Regions from separate parts of the Hordeum vulgare genome. Here region 2 is linked to region 1. Evidence: chromatin contacts called from public Hi-C data. All regions are on one chromosome and are shown on one strand. The core of a region is the stretch at or near the end of the contact, and the rest is flanking DNA. Distances in the headings are between cores, read along the strand shown.

What was found. Hi-C and Micro-C count contacts between places; a contact is called where the count stands out from the background.
Region 2: a Hi-C map of leaf shows a contact between it and region 1, with 7 times the contacts expected there. The contact joins the promoter of LOC123451212 here to the promoter of LOC123447896 in region 1. A contact is called at or near these places in 2 of 6 Hi-C or Micro-C datasets (leaf and seedling).

The regions. Positions count from the first base shown.
Region 1 is chr4H:66,187,174-66,194,604 of MorexV3_pseudomolecules_assembly, forward strand. LOC123447896 (transcriptional corepressor SEUSS-like) reads right to left here and starts at 2,740. Exons shown (of 10, transcript XM_045124611.1): 1 at 2,349-2,740; 2 at 1-1,165. The coding sequence starts at 1,069.
Region 2 is chr4H:66,872,804-66,880,234 of MorexV3_pseudomolecules_assembly, forward strand. LOC123451212 reads left to right here and starts at 2,491. Exons shown (of 3, transcript XM_045128221.1): 1 at 2,491-2,722; 2 at 2,814-2,876; 3 at 3,012-3,425. The coding sequence starts at 2,633. The coding sequence ends at 3,197. It also overlaps the pseudogene LOC123450277.

The DNA.
Region 1 (7,431 bases), core at 1,490-3,989:
AGGTACCTGGCTCATAGGAAGCCGGCTTTCCTGGAGTTCTTATGTTTAGACTTTGTTGACGAAGTAACTGCTGCTGCTGATGTTGATGCTGTTGTTGCTGCTGATGTTGATGCTGTTGTTGCTGCTGATGTTGATGCTGTTGTTGTTGCTGCTGCTGCTGTAATTGACTTCTCTGTAAAGGAAGATTCTTCAGAATATGTTGTTGTTGCTGCTGCTGCATATGCATGATACGCTGTTGTTGCAAAAGGTTCAGTTGGGCAGCCGCAGCAGCTTGAGGGTTCTGCTTCGTGAGCTGCAACAAATGGTGCTGCTGCTGCTGTTGCTGCAAGAATGCTGATGAGTCTGAATTCGGTTGCTCCATCTTGACTGCACCCAAACCCCTCAATGATTGCAACTGATGTGGCTCAAATTTTACATTGCCAGCATTGCGCATCATCTGGGCTGGGCCATTCTGGTCAAGCTGTCCCATCTGCTGTTCCAATTTGACTCCACCTATACTGCCACCGTTCTCCAACTTTACTGTACCATGCAGCTGCAGTGGTTGCGTTGGCAATTGCTGCTGGTTGTAAGACATCGATAGTTGTTGTTGGTGGTGGTGGTGCTGCTGCTGCTGCTGTTGCAAATCCTGCATATCCATCTTCTGCTGCTGCTGCTGCAAGTTATCTGAACCTACGTGATTGCCCAAACTAACCTGGGAGGATGACACAGGATCTGATCCACCCGTGCCAACCAAATCACCAGTACCATCAAGCCCCCCTCTTTGCTGAAGAGTACTCATCGGAAGCCCACCATTAGCCATTTGCCCTGGACCCGGCACAGTCCCCCCGTTTCCAAAGGACTGCCTGTTGAGCAGAGGGGAGACATTCGAGGACCCTCCAAGCAGGCCATTTCCACCAAACTGTGTGCGCGGGGAAACAAGAGATGAGAATGGGGACTGTGACTGAAGCATGCCGCCGCCACCCATTCCCTGCTGGCCACCACTGAGCAGGCTGGAATTCGTCCGGAGAAGAGAAGCAGCACCCACTGGCTGCCCAGGTCCCATTGGGTTCGGGGGCCCTGAGGAAACCATCCTTTGCAGGCAATCGGAGAGCTCCAAGCTCTGCAAACCACTCCAAGGTCAAGTTATGTCACCACTCAACTCACCATCCTTTCAGACCAGCGTTCCCTGTAAACAACCAGAGATGCAACTTTAGGACACATGCATGGATGTAGACCAGTGCGCCTGCACAAATATACTCAATACCATTCTCCACCACCAAAAGATGAACTGGAACCAAAGGTGGATAAGCTACCAAAGCACACTGGTCTTCTTTAATCCAGGCAACAAACAGCACAAATACACCGAAAAACAGAGCACAAATACACCGAAAAACAGAGCACAACAGTAGACACAAGCATAATTAAGCAACACCCTCCTAAATCGCAGGTCCCCATGCCCAAAACTCACAAACAAAGTGTAATTAAGAAGCAGCGGCAATTACCCCTCCTCCCTCACAGAGAACACATCCTCCTAGATCGCAGCACCCCATGCCCAAACTCATAAAAAAAGTGTAGTCAAACAGCAGCAATTAGTATGAGCCGTTCTTTGAATACGTCAAACAAAGGATACCTTCTAAAGATCAGGACCTTTTTCAGTTTCAAAAGAAAAAAGAATCAGGAACATTTTGTGGTTAATATCTAATAAAAGCATTCTGTGAGGAAGGTCTGAATAACAGGCAGTGGCAAAAAGACACGAGATGCCAATTCTATGAAAACTTGACACATTTTAACACTTACTCGTTGAATGCACAATTGTAAAGTTTATCTGGAGAGTTATACAATGCAAATATGATTTACATAATGTACCTAATAACTCAATTGACTTTAGGATTAGTTCATTCGATAAACCAGGGGGAGGAAACTAGCAATGGTAGGCATGGCTGCAGTTGTGCGGCCAATTCGAAGGACACAAGACAATGCTTGTTTTCAACACAGATTACCATCTGATCCAAATATTGTCACGTCTCTGTTTTGTTACTGGTCACCATGTTGGGCTATATAATTGCTGGAACAACTCAGCTGAAGTATGGAACTCTTGAGAGGGGATGGCGACCGTTCAGTGATTAACTGCACACCAAGCTCCACAATGCTGCTGCTTCGATGAATAAACTCCCCGAAAGCTGTTTTTCGACATTTCACTCTGTGTTGCCTGTCAGTTGTAAATCTCCGGCAAGCGTTTACGCTGTCAGATTATTTATCTACTATATCTGCTACTCTGTTCTCGCTGAATTGCTTGCGAGTAATGGAAGCCGGGGGCCGTAAGCAGCTTGCCCAAACAAAATATTAAATACTCGAACAAGCGCACTCACCGCCACGAAGCCACCAGCCACTGCCAGTACGCAGCTCCGGCCCGGCAGCGATCCAACGATCCGAAGGGTCGACTCGCGCTAAATCGCGCGGCGCAGCGCGGCCCGCAGGGACCCCTCGTCCGCCGGCAACGCGCGCGCCGCCACTACCGCCACCGCTCGCCGCGCCGGAGCAGCCCCGCTCCGGCCAGTACAGTCCGCCGCCGCACCGACGAAGAGAACCGGTCCGTGGAGAAGATCTTTCCCTCCTGCCCCCGCGCGCGGTCGACGGGATTCGGCTCGGCTCGGCTCGGCTCGGCACGAGCCCTCTCGGTGGAGAAGGGAGGGAAGGAGGAGGCGAAGCGAGGGAGGAGAGAGAAAGCGAAGCGAAACAGCAGAGAGAGAGAGGAGAGAGGGGGGAAGGGGAAAATGCCGAGACTCCGTCCTTGCGGACGTCAAAATTCGCATTCGATTTGATTAAGATCCGGGGTCCGCGACCCGGCCGGTGGCTACCGCCACCCGCTGACGGCTGGGGCCCGCGCCCAGCCGGATCCTCGTGGCGGTGAACGGGTGGGGGTGAGGCTGCGGTGTAGGGGGGCTGTGATTAAGCGGGGTGTTTTTCTTTGCTTCGGTGTTTGGTCTGTTTTATTTCTGGGTTTTTCTTTAGTTGTGTGCTGAGGCTAAAAGAAGTCAAAAAGGGAGCGTGTGCGTGTGCTCCATGCCACGCCATGGCCAACGGTGTGGCATGGGATATCCTCCTGTCACACACATGGTCGTGGAACATGTTACACAAACGGAATGTCAGCACCGGCTCGTTGTGCTAGTCCAGTTAAGCGTGCACGGGTGGTGGTTGGACCTGGGTAATTGCTGTGATGCCTCGTTCTGATGGGCGGGATTTTCTGACCGGGAATTTCGGTGTTCAAGTTCATACTTTTTTTTTCAGAATACAGTGTTTGTTTTACTACCACGCAGAGTGTCCTTCGCCTAAGAGCATCTTCAATAAATGATGTAAATTTAAAGATGCATAAGGCCATATTTGAAACCATAATAGATTATGATAATTTGGATTATGAAGATAGATTATATAATCTGATTTATAAAAATAATCTAGATGGGCATGTTTGGAAGCCAGATTATATAAACTGTAATCCAGGTTTTACATTGCATAATGACATATCTGTCTTTTAAAAAAAAAAAAAGAGTTGCGGTGGCAGGAATGTAATTATCTCTAACTTTACAAGGATAATGGGTCTTTAGTAATCCATAATCTGATTTTAGCTGGGGTAGAGTAGATTATGAGTTTTTAATAATCTGTCCATCTAGTTTTTATAATCTACACCATAATCTGTTCTATTTAGAGACAAAATAAATTATAAAAACCGGATTATATAATGTGAGTGGTTCCAAAGAGGGCCTAAATAGATGTTATATAATTTACGTCATCAAAAAATATTTTTTAATCTTAAAAAGGCAATTCTAACAAATAATGTATATTTGTGATGTAAAGCTCTAATTTTAAAAGATGATGCAAATGTGTACATGTAAAAACTAGATACTTCAACTACTACTTCATTTGAAACATAATTCAAACATAGTTCTAATTTGAAACATAAATTAAACGACTACTACAACTAATTCAGACTACTGCATCCATCAAACTAGTCGTCCTCCTTCGAGAGCATCGAGTACTCCTCATCATTCTCCTCCGAAGACCCCCAGAACTCCTCATCGTCCTCCTTCGAGGTCTCAACGGCGGTCACCATCAAGGGGTCGGCCTCGTGCTCCTTCTTCTGATGCTCGGGCTCGCTCTTACAGAAGAACCTGAGCTCGACCTGAACATACTCTAGATGCTCCCGCGCGAACCTTGTTATTGTCGATTCGTCGCTATCGCCAGGATCAACGACAATGGACGGCCTCTTCTTCATCTTCTTCTTTGTCATCTCCTTCATATAAATACCCTCCGTCACGAGGAACTCCGCATCCGCCTGGGTCTCAATCTCCGGGAAGTTAAGCTCCGTCCTCAGCCTCCCGGTACGCCACGCTACCGTGTCGTATGCACGCGCGGCCTTCTTGGAGGTGTCATACGTGCCAAGCCAGAAGCGGCGACCCGCGTCAAAGAACTCGATGTCAAAGTTGTCGGGCGGCTTTGCCGCACTTTGAAGAGCACGGTCTTGCTCTTAAAGACCTTCTTTGGTTTCATGGCGGCGTCGGGGCGGCGGCGGAAACGGCGGTGAGTACGAATGGGGCGGTGGCGAATGAGCAGTGGTGAGGGCGGAACCGACGACGAAAGCGAATCGGGCGACGAAGGAGGAGCGACGGAAACAGCCTGATACGCGTTGTGCGACTGCTGGTGGAGGTGGGGTGGGGCTGGGCGGGGGCTTGATGCTAGCGGATGAGCGGCGGCGATAGTGCAAATGGCAGCAGGGCCGAATCGAGCGGTGACGAAGAACCGACGAAAAGACCTCGATTCACGGCGTGCAACGGGTGGGCTGGAGGACAAGCGAAACTAACATCGGGTTGGTGAGGTGGTGGGATCTAGCGCGGCGCGACGACGGCGTGGTGTGATGGGAGGGAGGGTGCCAACGGCTGTGTGGCGGGAGGTCGCAGGAAGAAGAAGAAGAGTGTGGGAAAACGACCAGAAACGACTATGGGTGATTGGCGCGCAATACATTTTGACATCACGTGGGAGGTGAAGATGTAAATTTGCATCGCCGAGTATTGTATTTTACATCTTTTGAAAGAGGTGATGTAAAAGATATTACATTTTTATCATTTATTGGAGGTGAGTATTGGGCTTTGGAGATGCGAGAGTGAGTTCCCCTTTCTCTCTTTGTTTTGATTTTTTCCCTCGTGTGCGTGGGTCTTTTCACGTTTTTCCTTCACTTGTCTTGATTGTCTCACCTTTCATTAGCTTACCAAATAAAATTATGTTATTTTGGTAAGTTAATAATTTCTTACCAAGTAAAATTGTACATTTTATTTAGCTAGGTAAATTACGTCCAAGATTTGATAAACATTTATTTATGCAATCACACTATTACGAACATGTAAATCAGATAACATACTAGAATGTTTATATCATGTTACAACCATTGGTACGGACAAGGGCGAGCACGGGTTGCCCCCATTGCTAGCGATTAAATTGCATGATGACACCACGGAAAAAAAATGCAATCTCTTCAAAGAAAGAACAAAATCCCATACATAGGCTCCCTCAAGGTCTCGTTAGCTCCCAGGCCATCGCATTAAGGGACATCCTCGATGACCAGCGTTTTGGCTTACCATAAACTTTGTTGCACGATTGTCTTGTTGCGCCTTGTCTCCACACAATGCGTCATCTTTCTGTGACTGAGACCCTCTACAGAGGGGTGACTACTTTCAAGCGAAAGAGGGTGACCCTCCCGTCCGATTAGGATGACCATATTATGGAGATGAATCTAAAGCAGTAACACTACGACGGGTCCAGGTTACTCTACGCCAATTTAAACTTCAACTTCTGAATGCCTTGTGACGAGGTTGTCCTCCATTAGGTGGGCCCATGGAGACTGCAAACCCGACAAAGGGCCATGAAGGCCCAAGCCCGTATATTTTATGACTCAATGTCACGACAAGGGGGAGTTAATCAGTTGATGTGGGCACCCGCGAGAGGATTACATCACTTGGTTCACACGGCGTCCTTCGTCCACTCAGTCGACTCAGGAGGCCAATAGCTAGGGACATCAATAGAGGTATCTACTAAGGATGGATGCCTAGTGTTAATATTCTAGGCAAGCAAAACATCGTTACAACTTGTAGTGGGTATTTATTAAAATAACTTGTAGCGGGTACACATTATTACTTATTAATACACCTATAACGTAGCTACCGATAGCCAAGGGGTGAAGCATACTCTATATAAAGATAACCCTTGTATCCAATTACAGATTTGAAACCTTTGTATCCGCAAAACCATATGCAAGAACATCTCTGTGTGAGACAAGACTAAGACTTTTACCTTCACCGAATAGGAGCCTAAACCTATAAATTCATGTGTCACCCACTTGCATCTCGAGAAATCAAACCTTGTTCTCATAACCTTCTTACTACCAGATTTATCCACATGGTAGTTGGCGGCCACCGTGGGGCTGCACATCTTTGAATTCATGGCGCATGTGGTTTCTTCACCATTTTTCGGCGTCCATATGACAGGGAATATTCATCCTTGTCAGTTCAATCATTTTTGTCATCAATGATTTGGCATGGCATCTTGATGCCCTGCTGAACTCGCTGAACTATGACGCACTTCCTACTCGCAGCAACACCTGCTACCTGCTGAGAGCACTGGCCTGTCAAACCTTTAGAAGTTTGTTTTGTATCAGGCTAGCGTATTGGCTAGACAAAATGTCGGTAAATCTTTCTTCCGTCTCTTCGATTTAGGGTTAAATCAAGTACAAATGATATATGTGTACTGAATCGATTGCTTGGATTCGCAGTGCCCAAAGTGTTTGGACACAGGGGGTTTGTGCGACAATAGCCACTAAATACAAGCCACACACTTCTTCATAAGCATTATAGAAGGCTTTGTAGACAAGATGGTATGTTTTTCACATTGGTAGTTCTATCAATTATGGTGTGCATGATTTTTTGTTAGTTACTTGAGCATATATTGTACTAAAGGTCTATGACTTAAGTCGTTGTTCAAGTCATTACCATGGGTTCCATGGAGCTGATGGACACTAGAGTTGATATGCAAGCATGCATACAACTACTTTTGATGCTTGTTTCATAATTACAAAAGACTACTTATCAGATTTTAGATCATTCACATTGCTTTCAGAACGATCCTAACAATAGTTAGCCATGTATAAATTGGGACAAATTCTAAAAATAAAAACATTACAACTTTGTGAACTTTTTGCTATGACGTGAGGTGCCACATAGTGCACATTTTTGTTAATGCCTGAATTGACATATTGATCTCTTGCACATACATCTTATTATTTTATGCACGTATGTAAATAGAGCAAGTCGTTGTTAAATTTGTGAACATGTTAACATAAGCCGCTCTGAATTAATGAATAATTGGTATATGTAGTTACTTATGACTTATAGGTGTAACTTTTGTATT
Region 2 (7,431 bases), core at 1,241-3,740, 690 kb after region 1:
CTGATCGGGCAGGCTTTTCCGCCTCGACCCGCATTTTGGCGGTTATTTTGCGGGTCGGGGACGGATGTGGGGTCTGCTAGAGTTGCTCTTAGACCTCCACGACCGGAGATGGCGACCTCAACGCTCTGCATCAATCTTTCTTGAGTTGTTGCAGACTTTTGTCAACATTATGGTCCCATTGCGAATCATCTCAGTTTCAGCGTGAAGCTTTTCCGCATCCTTGTCTTTGAAAAGTCCTGTCCAACACAAACAGGGGCGGAGCCAGGATTTAAGTATGGGGAGCTAAGATGACGATTTTCATACACTTTTTAATACAATGACCATACAAGACCAACACGAGATAATATATATTTTGTACTTAGAAAACATGTAGATTTTTATTAGTTTGGATGTATAACTAACACAAAAAAACGCATGTAACCAGAATCTCATATTGTGTACTTTGGATTCTAGTTTGTTGTGAAATTTCTATTTGCGCAAAATATTTGTTTGGCAGTTTGTATATAAATATATGTGATATTGGGGCTATTATGTACATAGACAATATGTATAATTTATAACCGATGAACAAACAGTATCTTGCATCTAGCAGTTTTATATAAAAATCTAATAATAGTAATAACACATGATATTCAAGACATGAAATCGTAGTATGATTACCTTAAATCCGGCGTGAGTGGTATAGTGTTGTTCTCATGGTGCAATTTGAAGCTCCTGATAGAGGGATATCATGAAATTGGCGCATAGACCGGCCGCAGGCGACGCCCATCACCGCCGGACGTTGGCGATGCCCTAGCACACGTGGGTGAGAGATGACGAATACACGCATCGCAGCCGGACGCTTGCGATGTCCTAGCGCACAGGGGAGACAATCAACGAACACATGCAGTAGTGCAGGTAGTCGACTGCTGGTAGTCAACTAATCCATCATCAAGTAGTGCAGGTGCATTCGGTCCAAAAACAAAAGTTATGTATCCATCTAATGGGCCGACGTCGTTTGCTTCCTAGGCTTGGGCCTTTTTCCAACTTCGTGCTTGACTAATTATTTTGCGGGTCGGAGCATTATATATGACCTGCAAAATAATCGTTAAAATACAGGTCCGTGTGAAAAAATTGTCTGATCAGACCCTGCAAATGCGTCGGACATGTACATATTTTTATGGGGCACGATAAAAAGCTTCTCCCGATCTGCAAAAATACAGTTTTCGCGTCCGCTTCTACGGTGCCCTGTATCGAAAGAAAGCAGTTGACGGGAGCCTAACTACCACAAAAACTTCCGCGTCCGCCGTCCACGTCCACCATACGTCGCTCCGGACGTCCCTGAACGCCACCCCGCCCGTCCTAATGGCCACCCTGCTCGTCCTGGCCGGATTCGACGTCGGCGACGGAAGCTAGCTAGCTAGCTCCTGGATGTATTCAGGGATCGACGACCCTGTATTTAGGAACAAATTTAATTGATCATGGACACGGGCGAGAGGAAGAAGAAGATATGGGGGAAAATGTAAGCGAAAATTCGGTTTACACTTTAAGTTTAGGGGGTCTGTTCCGTCGCAGCCCGAGTTGACCCGTAAAAAAACATCTTCTGCGAATATCTTTTTTACAGGTTCATTTTACGGGGTCTAACTCTGCTCTCGTCCGCACCGGTCCATAAAATCGTTTTTTCACGAACTGTAAACACGTTTTACAGATCGGTGTTATATGGGACCTACTAGAGATGCTCTTATATCAATATAGTTACTTCCATGATCCAGTACTAATTATCATGAGTTAACAAAAGTTCTACAGCCAGCACACCCCTCTCGAAATCGATGGGGGTGGCCACTGGCCCAGGCCGGCCGCCCCTGAATACAAGAGAAACGAACATGGTATGAACAGTATCTTGAAAGGAGATTTGATCAGCTATTTTTCGAAGGTGGCCATGTACCTCGTCGCTGTCAGATAAAAAGGAGAGAAAGAAGACGATCTCGTCTACTTCCTGTCCTGTCGATAATCGCGTGTCCTGCTCAAAAAAAAAACAATCACGCGGTGTCCGTCTATATCGCTCGGTACGTATATATGCAGCGAAAATACCGTGGGAAACCACCGGTAGAAGCAGACCGGCCCCGGTCACATCAGGAAGTATTCGTCCGGTGGAAAGGCTCCACAAACACAAAAGTGCACAGCATCGCGAAGCAACGGGCGCATCCCAGCCCCGCGCGCGCGCGCGTCGGCGGCGTCAGGATCACACGTCACGCTACACGCGATGGTAACCCCGAGCGGACGCCACGCGCCGGGCAGCCACTGGCCCATGCCGGCCGCCTCGCCATGCACTGGCGCCATGCGGGGTGGACGACCGCGACCCGGTGACGGCTCTCCGTCCCCGCGTGTCACGACGCTTCCACGACGTGCGCGCTTGCGCCGGTCGACACGCGTGGAGTTCGTGCCTACTTTCTCTTCGTCCGACCGACGCCTCGTCGTGCTATAAATAGGCAACGACACAGGAACTCCGTTGTTATCTGCTGCACGGAAGCAGTAGACACACACACACACACACGCATTTCTCATCTGCAATTTTTGCCCGGCCTGCGCGTTACACGTTTCGTACGTGATACATTCCGGTCATCCCCCAGCACGTCCGACGAAGCTGAGATCGATGCGGCCCCACGCGGGCGCCGCGGGGAGCATGGCGTCCATGGAGTGGGAGCCCAAGGCGCTCTCCCTCCACGAGCTCAAGTACGCCAGGGTGAGGCACCGCCACCGAGCCTAGCTCTCATCGATCTTTCTCAACCTTCTCTTAAGACGGTTCTCTAAGACGTACGTATCCACTTCTGCAGGAGGCGGCGCTGTATGTCCTGAGAACGCACTCGTCGGAGGACGCCGTCCGGATCTTCACCGAGGTAACGAGCAGCTTTACTTACAATCTGGACGATCCAGCAGATCGTTCATGGTCGATCGGCTAGCTTCTGTCTCTCAGTTTTGTGATGACGATGGACGAACCAGCTGATATTTATGGAACTTGCTGCGTGCTGCAGGGTCTCAAGCCGGTGCTGGGCGTCAGGAAGGACTCCATGACCGACTCCGACGAGGAGGACGACCAGGGCGACGAAGATTATGACATGTTCAATCCCTACGCGTTTCTTGACGATGATAGCATTTGCTGCCACCGCCAGTATGGCCGCACCGCCGCAGAACGAGATGTTGCTACCGCGCCCTTCTAATTTGCTCAACACCACCTATTGATAGTTTTTTTTTCATAATATTCTTACAATTTTTTGATAGAAGTGGTGAAGGCATTTTTATACAGCTTCGGAAAGACATGTAATGTAGAACTACGAAGATTTTAGAGATCCAGGCACAGCGATTTCTTGACCGAGTTGTAATCAAAACAGTGTTCTTTATTGATGACTAGTACAAATGCCCGTGCGTTGCACCGGGTGAAAAAAAGACACAACTTTTCATATGCAATTGTGCATCATTTTTATAATCAATTTTAACATAAGGTTAAACTAATTATAGCAAAAATGTTCACCAGACAGCAGTCACGGACACAATATGGAAACGACGAAATGAAACGTCGTTTAATCTGATAGGACACAATATGGAAACGACGAAATGAAACGTCGTTTAATCTGATAAGGAAAGTGTTCAACAACATGCTGCTTTATTTTTCCCCATGAAACCCTTCCTTATTCTATCGCTTCACACTCCATACGTTAGCCAAAAGCAAATAAAACGTTAGCCAAAAGCAAATAAAAACCATTCATTCACTGGTAATGAAACCATTCATTCACTGACGTTGTTATGGGGGAGTTCATTCATGATGATGAGTTCTTGAGGACCCACTTCACCTTCAGGATGATGATGAGTTCTTGAGGACCCACTTCACCAGGGTGGACACGCCAAAGCCAGTGGCGGTGTCGTTCCACACCGGGCCTGCCATGTCGATGTGCATCCACTGAACCTTGTCGATGTGCATCCACTGAACCTTCTCATCGACAAACTGCAATGCAAGCACATTAGAGTTCGTCAGCTTTGCCGGAGGAAAATTCAACCTAGTACAAGTATGATGCGACCTTTTTTTTTCAACAAACACATGTGGATGCTTTGATCATTCTAGAGAGATGCTATACCTGTTTCCGGAGCAGGACAGCTGTGATGGAACCGTCCGGAGGAAAATTCAACCTAGTACAAGTATGATGCGACCTTTTTCAACGAACACATGTGGATGCTTTGGTCATTCTAGAGAGATGCTATACCTGTTTCAGGAGCAGGGCAGCTGTGATGGAACCGTTGTCGACCGCCCGTGTTGACCATGTATGCCGCACCAGACTTCATCTGCTCCCAGTAGCTTTCCTCCATGGGCAATCTTCAGAACTTCTCCCCCGATAACTCAGATGCAGCAGTGACTTCCTGGGCTAGTTCATCACTTGGTGTGAGGATTTCTGAAGAGACATGTTCATTAGTATACATGACTTCAGAGTACCCCACTATTTCCATCTTAGAAGCACACAAAATTGAACTTGGCTAAGAGGAAAATATGTGTTTGAGCTTACTAGCAATGCTAGGCCCAAGTGCAACAAGACATGCACCGGTTAGTGTTGCCAGATCAATAATCTGCATTGTCATAATAATTACATTAAGTCGCAAGGCAACTGAGTAAAAAGTTCAAAGCAAACTAATGAACATCACTTCTCTGTTCTAAGTTATCTTTCTCTTTCAACAGATATGATAAGCATAATTGATTGTTTAGATCATGTAGTGCGATGCATAACTTCTTATATGGCAAGCTAAAAAAGGGAAAATGATAAATCATGCTTCTGTAAGTGAACTGAGCAAATAAAGTAGTGCCCTGGATATGAGTTTTACTACAGATTTTTCAACATATCCGCATTACAACTACTACAACAATATCTGGTTGATATTCCACTTAACATTCTCTACATCAATCGTCAAAGCCGCCAAATTTGTATGAACATCATATGATGTCCAAAGAAGCAATTTATTACCTTGTCAACACCTTGATTACAAGCATAGAACAATTTATTAACTTATCAGAGTACCGCACTTGGTAAAAAGAACTGAAATACCGTTGTTAACATCAACAAGAAAACAAGAATAGCATCCACAAATAAGCAAAAAAATGATAATATTACGATTGATGATAGCATCCACAAATCTTTTGTTAAAAACATGACATAGAGATCGAATTTTTGTCCACGAAAAAACTAATAATACATGACCATGGGTCCATATCCGGTTGCGGCATTTTGATGAACACATGTCCTGCCTTACTTGTGGATGTCGTTCAGGCGCTCGATGACGGTGATGAGTCCCTGCAGGCACAGCTCGCCGTCGCCGGTCTCCGCCATGGCCGAGAACATCTGTCGGTACAGCGCCGACCCTGACAGCACATTGGCCTCCTCCTCCTGGTCGTCGCCGACCTCCAGCGCCATGCCGAGGTCCTTGATGATGTACCGCACGGCGCCTCCGGTGACGTCCGCCAGTCATGGGCCCTGTGCTCCTGGAACCGGCCAGCAGCCTCGCCTCCACCCGGCTACGGGACTGCCATCTCTCGGAACCTTCCTCTCCTCTCTCGCCTCTCCTTCTCGGGGCGGCGGGGGGGGGGGGACGCTTGGGTTGGGGGTGGGGGCGGGGGCGTCTGCGGCGCGGGCTCCCCTCTTCTTCTTCTCTCTGGTTCGATCTGGATACGAAGGGGGCAGGAGGTCTGCGGGGTGGGGAAGACGGAGGTAATGGGACAAGTTTTTTTTTTCACTTAATGAAGGACTGCGGGTTGATTTCAACAAAACACAGATTTTTTTTTTTTTTTTGCAAAATTGCCACGACGGACGGCAGAAGCGCTCTGTGCTTTATTATTAGGAGAGATGTGAAGGGAAGTGCTATTCTGTATTCTGATGTACGTATTCGATTTCGTCCGACGAAAAGTGTACACATCAAAAAAAATCTACGACATATTAAGGAGTGAAGTAAAAAACTATATTGGGAAGGTGTAAGTTACCACCTCTTTTATTTTTAATTATTTAATATATTGGAAAGGTGTAAGTCATCGTCTCTTCCATTTTAATTATTCAACCTCAATGAGCTAAGTATATCTAAAATTTAGAGCAAACACTTCTATATTAGTTTAAAGAGCTCATGATGAGCTAAGTGCATGTAAAATTATATGTGTGTGTGTGATGAAAAAGTGTAATTTTTTATACTTTAAAATGCATTATATCTTTTTTGAAAAATCACGAAGGAGCTTCCCGTCTGAATATATTTTTTAAGTTTATAACGTTTATCTAGTTACAAAAGAAAATTACATAAGCACTCTAGGAACGTCATGAAAAGACGGTCTGTTCACAGCAGTTTTGAAATCCCAATCTTCCACGGGATAATAAGTATGGATTGTCAGATAATCGCATCCATTTGTGTCGGGAGACGGCAATCAAAAGGTCATCAATGTTATCTGTAGGGAAGAGCCCAAGCATGAACGGACAGTTGTGAGCTGGTTTCATCATTAAATCCGCATCAACCCGAACAGTCAGATGTGTGATCTGATTTCATCATCAAACCCGCATCACCGACATAGTGAGTGAGACGATATGCAAGTGCTTGCATGGAAGGTTGTTTTTCAAGTTAAGTCAATCATGAATCATAAGCCATGTAAGAGCAACTCTAGCAGACCCTGTATATTCATGACCTGCAAACACGTTTTGCAGTTCGTTGAAGTGGGGTTTTGCGGGACGAAAAATTGCGCTGAAGAACAAAACCCGTATAATGAAACTGCATAATTTAAAAAATAAACATTCGCGGCCATGTTCAGAACTACAGTCATGATCATACAACACTACATTCATGATCATACAACACTACATTCACTACTAGAGGGGGGCATCACCTACTAGAGCTACTACCGATACTACTGCACTACGCAAAATGGAGCTCACCGGAGTCGAGCTCGTGCAGTAGTAGATAGCCTACATTCAGTCGTCGTCCTCGTCGGAGGAGAGCTCGACGTAGATGCGCTTCTGCGCAGTAGCTTCGCAGCGCCACTCCTCCACCTTGTGGCCGAAGGCGATGGCCGACGCGACACCCTGCTCGTAGAGCACGGTGTCGATCTCCTCCTCCCTCCGGCGGCGCTGCTGGCCCTCTTCGGCCTCCCGTGCACTCCGCGCCAGCAGCACGGACAGGAGGCTATCCGGCTCCGCCGGAGGGAGGAAGTCGTCCGGTCCGACGACGGCCCCGGCACGTCGCTCCGGCACAGCCTCGGCCTCCGGCTCCATCTTAACCGAGGGGAGCTCTTCGAGCTCCCTCTTCACCGGTGGGACGGAGGAGGACGAGCGGGAGCTCGACGCCTCGATTGAGCTGCTGCCGGAGAAGATGCGGCCGCGCGTGCGGTCGTACTCCTATGTCTCGCGACGGAGGAGCGACGGCGGCGGCGTCAGGCCCCAG